Linked DNA regions of Mus musculus: region 2 is linked to region 1. A link is a contact called in public HiChIP or PLAC-seq data. All regions are on one chromosome and are shown on one strand. The core of a region is the stretch at or near the end of the contact, and the rest is flanking DNA. Distances in the headings are between cores, read along the strand shown.

Region 1 (2,682 bases), core at 127-2,626:
AAAACAAAGAAAAGCTAATATGAATGAGAAATCTGGACATAAACAGTGCTGTTTGCTCTTGAGCTTTAAAATTAAACGTAAATTTTGAAAAAGATATTTTCCAGTGTATAATTAAGTAACAGTAGTCTGTCTGGTAACTTATGATACAATAGGAATCTCTGAAGATCACTTTACCTTTCAACCTTTTCAAGTACACAGGAACATCACTTTTAATGCTCTTGGAATCCTCCTCTGTTCTTTCCCACACCATTTGAGGAGGGTTGTTTTGGGCTAGCCAGTCAGCTACTTTATTTTCTGGTGCCATCATTCCTGTCTGAATTCCTGGCAAGTCTTGAGTTCCTGGAGAGGCCTTCTTTGACTTGTGGCGCTGGTCAGAAGTGAATTTTGTCACATGGTCTCTAATAGTTACTTTTCCTGGCGTACTGTCATCAAATTCAATGGTAAATGAAGCATGCCCTGCACCTGCTGTATGGGAACTTGGTGTGTCTTTTGTTGGAATCTCATGAATAGTGCTCTCTGCTATTTGTGATGGCTGCTGGAATTCTTTTGTAGGAATTTCAAAATAACTTGGCTCCCTACAGAAGGGAAAAAGTGCTTCTTCACTTGCAGCCGCAGACTGTCCCTCCACGTGCTTGGCCTCTGTGCTGCACCCTAATGAGGAAAAGGAGAGAGAATTCAAAATATTTGGAAGCCTGAAGCATGAGGGTCATTGGTAATGACCATTACTATTCTGAGAATCAGAAGGCAGATTAACAGCCTGGATGAAAAGAATTGCACTCGTATGTTAGACAGATGTAACAGACAAGGAACGGTCTTGACTATGATCAGGAGATGCAAGGTGAACAGCAGCAATGCCAAAAAAAAGCAAAGCAGGAAAACTCAAGGTGAGAAAGAATTAAAGTATGGATGGAGATGCTCTGTACATATACACACACTGTTTGATAGAAAAAGCATGAATAGCCTCAACACGTCACCGAATGGGCTATTTGAAACATTTGTGAATAATGTAGGGCTCTAATAGTGAAGAGGTAGTCAGGTGAAGATGGAGATATGAAATTAATACATAAGCGATGCTTTGGAATTAACAATTCCACTTACCAGTCTCAATTATAATGTTCAGAGCCCACTCTAGGACAAAACTGATATTATGGAAGCTTGGGAGATGACACACATTATTAGGTGAAAGTGGTTAGTGATAAAACGTGTGGCTTGCTTGCAGCAATGGCCATCTAAGCAGCAGTATGAAAGAAACAATGCAAGAACAGAAAATTCTGTTGTCAGCCAGTAAGTCTGGAAGAGACTTAGTTTACAGCTCTGCACAGCAGAGTGTGTACAAAACCCAAAGGACGTGGGTGAAAGCTGCATAGCAACCAGTGAGTGGCAAGGGGGACAAACACAGAGCACTGTGACAATTCCTCCATTGCTTAAGACACTGCATAAAGCTGTGAGAAGCTGTTCTTAAGCATTAAGGTAGATGTACAAGAAAGGAGGTGAAGATAAACCTATCCTTTGGTTGAGAAAATAAAAGCCTATCTATTACCAAAATAGCCTACAATCATAAAAGAATTGGATTAAAATAAATTTGCCTAAGGCTCAAATATCAACTTTATTTTAATCATATTCATAGTAAATCAATTACAATTTACTGGGGAGAAAAGGTAATACAGACAAAGTAGGCTGTTTTTAATCAGTTTTTAAAAATTACACAAAGTATTTAGTCTTCTGAAATATCTTCAAATATTACATCTCTGTACAATTCATTAGGTGCTATAATTGATGTCATTATATATTAAATATGAAATTATAAAAATCTTTTATGTTACAGAATGAGAGCAATAGTCTTGTCATTAAGTATGTGGGGTATGATATATAAGATATATAAGGTAAAAGGATATAAGGCTCCATTACTAAAATAGTAATAATCATGATAGCCATGTTCATACTGTCAAAAAAATATAAAAAGTCTAAGAATATTTAAGAATAGAAATACACAAAGTAAAAATTATTCTTTTCAAAATTAATTCCATTGGGTTTACCAATGAAAAGTCAAAGTATCTCAGAGAAATTATTACAGCAAGCAGAGAGGTAAGATGAAAATCACGAGCAGGTAATTGGCCTTGAAAACATAGTATCCCCATACCTGAGAGGCTCAGGCTCTGGGGAACACTACTGTAAGGTATTGTTCAATAACTTAATGATGATTCTCAATAATAAAGGAAAAACTTAAATTGTTCTTAGATTTCTCTAAAAAGGTAGTGATATAGATATTACATTCCATAGTGACTTAAGACAAATGGTTTAATTTTTTAATAGCAGTTATAAAATTAAAGTTAGATTATGTGGAAATTTTAGTATGTGATAGAGATTTATTTCAAGACCAGTGGTCCCTTTCAAATTCATAGTGGAATAATTTAAGGAATTTTTTTTAATTTAAAATTTTATTTTATTTTAATTACGTATTTTCTTCATTTACATTTTCAATGCTATCCCAAAAGTTCCCCATACGCCCCCCCCCCCACTCCCCTACCCACCCACTCCCACTTCTTGGCCCTGGCATTCCCCTGTACTGAGGCATATAAAGTTTCCAAGACCAACGGGCCTCTTTTTCCACTGATGGCCGACTAGGCCATCTTCTGATACATATGCAGCTAGAGACACGAGCTCTCAAAGTGTGGACACATT
Region 2 (2,682 bases), core at 134-2,633, 39 kb after region 1:
CTCTCTCTCTCTCCCTTGAATAAAAATGGAAGTGAACTAGACCCAAACCCAACAACTGAATCTTGGGACAATGAAGCCCACAGGAAGCCACTCGCTCCTCCCGTGGGTTTACTACCGAGCTGGAGGCTACGTGGTGTGCTGTCGCCCGGCAGCCTGCGTGACAGCACGTCTTCCACGCCCTCCCAACGCCATCTGAAGGCTAGTCGTCCGTCACCCCCTCCTCACCGCCGCCACCCTCCTCACACCCCGAAACCAACCCTACAAAAGGGATGGGCGCCCTGGAAAACTCCCTTGCCCAGCGGCAGCGCAGCCATTCCTTAGACGCTCCGCCCGCAGCGTTCCCAGGCAGCTCAGGCGGCGGCTACACAAAGCGGGAGTGAACAGAAGAGGACCGGGCGCACTGAAGGGAAGCCGGCCCTGTGCAGCCGGCCGCAGCCCATGGGGGAGGGGAGGGAGGGGACGGGAGGGCGGCGGCCGCGCGGGGCGTCCCGGTGGCGCCCCTCGCCCTCCAGGCCCGCACTCCATCCCGCCGCGGGCCGCGCCCAGGCCCCGGCCCCGGCCGCCGGAGCTATGGATGTGCAGAATCCCGGGCCATGCCGACCCCGAGCGCATCACTTACCCCTCACCGCAGAGAGGGACCGGACCGGGAGGCGGGGCGCGGCGCGTCCCGTCTGTCTCTGCCACGCTGTCCTCCCCCCACCCCCTCGCCGTTGTCGTCGTCGTCGTCGCCGCCGCCGTGGAGCTGGGGGCCCCTCGGTTCCGCTGGGCAATAACGTTATTCCACACACGCCCCACACATAGCGGGAACGGCAGCGAACGGCAGCTCAGTGCGCAGGCGCCTCGCAAAGGGCAGCGAGCCAGGTCCTCTCCCTCCTCCAGCCAGGGCCCAGCGATGCCTCACTGCGCAGGCGCCAGACCCAGACAATGAAAGGGGGCTTTGCAGAGGGTCTCACCCACACGCTCTCGCAGCTGCCCACTGCGCAGGCGTGCCCTCAAGACAGTCTTGAACAATAAAGAGCCGCTTGGCTGGAGTGGGACCGCAACCAACCAGGACTACGATTCCCAGCGGGCAGCGCGCCAACTCCACGCGGAGGGCGGGGCTCTGAGCAGGCTAGGAGTTGCAGTGTCCGTCACTTTCACAGTTTGGCTGTTTGGAAGATTTACACTTCATTTTCTAGAGAAAAACAGTTTTGACAGAACTCCTAACTAAAACCGAGTTTGCAGTGAATGCTTGCGAGGGCTCAGGGATCAACTCCACACCGGCCCGTTTTGAAGAGTCTTAAGTCCTTCACCGGGCCGGTTCTGTCAGCGAGTCTATCCAGCTGGCTGAGGATGGCAGGACAGCGGGACTAATCCAAGCGATGCAAAAGGGAAAGGGCGCGGCGCGCCAACCCGTCTCTTGGCAACAGCCTCAGGCCGCTAAACTGTCGGAGTGGCGCTCCGAGCGCATAGCCCTCTGGGAAGCGTAGTATAGCTGGAAGGCTCATAGGACTCTCGAGGCTGCAGGCTTTAAGCCTGAGAACTACAATTCCCGACGTTCACCATGAGGGCCAGGGGGTAGGAAGAGCCCCTAGGAGCTCGGTCCGGGGTTCCTGGTTCCCTAGTGACAGCAGCGACAGGAAGCAGGCAGGCATCCCCTCATCCCCAGCGCTAGGCCTGTCCTCGGAGGGGTGCACTGGATACTTTCCCGCATAACTCCCATCTCTGACCCCATGGCGAAGTCCCCAGGGAACTCTACCCTGGAGGACAGTCTGGGGCAATACCAACGGAGTCTCCGGGGTGAGTTGCTCCGAATCTCAGTGCCTAGTAGCTCTTAGGTACCACGGGCAATAGTGGGTTGTTTTTTGTTTTTTTGTTTTTGTTTTGTTTTGTTTTTTCCAGAGACTTTCCTTGAGCACTAGCCAGGCTGTGGAGGAAGACGACCGATGTTGCTCTGACCTTATGGATGAAATCTTTTAGTTTTGTTTTTAGGATTAAGCAGCATTATCCTTATCCTTGTGGTTGGTTACCTGACCCAACAAGGAACCTACATCTTGATTTAAGTGTCTTATCAACCAGTGCCAGCACAAACTCATGGGCAGCTCCATGCCACTTTTACCCTGTTGCCATACTGTTGCTGTTTAATTCAATAAATTCCTTATTTATATTTCTTACACATGCAAATTCTGGTGTAGTATAGCAAATCTGACGTATAAGTCCAGAAAGAAAACACTAATAGTTATTTGAAATAATACAATATCTACTGATCTACATTATTTTCATATAGCAAAGTATTTAAAACTTTATCTCACTAATGACTCCATTTTACTGGTCAGGAAACCAAAGCCAAAACTCACACAGCTGGTTGGTAGCGGCAAAGGCATGTACAGAATTCAGGCCTATCCACCTTCAAAGCCTATGCCTTTCTTATTAATCAAGTAATAATTACTATAATCGAAGCCTAGCTTAGTTAATTCAAGTTTTCTGAGCAAAGAACCAGAAGAATAATTATCTGGCAAAGTGCTCTCCATACTCATAGCTAGCTAGCTCTGTTCTTTTGACCACATGTGAAATCTCCGGAAACTTGAGACTTTGTTATAGTGAATTCGTGGTGTCAACTACAACATGATTATTATGGAGAACAAGTTAACCAAAAGAATAATGAACATAAGACTGATTTATTTTCAGAAGTTAAGAAATCTG

The links. HiChIP or PLAC-seq counts read pairs in DNA pulled down with a chosen protein or histone mark.
Region 2: a contact with region 1 is called in an H3K4me3 HiChIP or PLAC-seq map of neural progenitor cells, with 85 read pairs. The contact joins the promoter of Sdccag8 here to the enhancer-like site in region 1. A contact is called at or near these places in 3 of 39 promoter capture datasets (the 3T3-L1 cell line, the C10 cell line and macrophages), 1 of 15 datasets of contacts at CTCF or cohesin (CD8 T cells), 1 of 484 Hi-C or Micro-C datasets (myocytes), 6 of 115 datasets of contacts at active chromatin or transcription factors (CD8 T cells, the HPC-7 cell line, the SCID.adh cell line and 3 more) and 3 of 9 other capture datasets (adipose tissue, liver and pancreatic islet).

Annotation. Positions count from the first base shown.
Region 1 is chr1:176,774,260-176,776,941 of GRCm38.p6, forward strand. It overlaps Cep170 (centrosomal protein 170), which reads right to left. Exons shown (of 20, transcript NM_001099637.2): 8 at 175-651. Among named protein-coding and RNA genes, the nearest start is that of Mir350, 3.2 kb to the left of the region's middle. Within about 2 kb of position 1,377, at least 4 of the 459 cell types and tissues checked have an H3K27ac peak or open chromatin away from gene starts, as enhancers often do. A contact at or near this core is called in neural progenitor cells, where this site is marked.
Region 2 is chr1:176,813,277-176,815,958 of GRCm38.p6, forward strand. Sdccag8 (serologically defined colon cancer antigen 8) reads left to right here and starts at 1,384. Exons shown (of 18, transcript NM_029756.3): 1 at 1,384-1,779. The coding sequence starts at 1,713. It also overlaps a transcript of Cep170 not described here.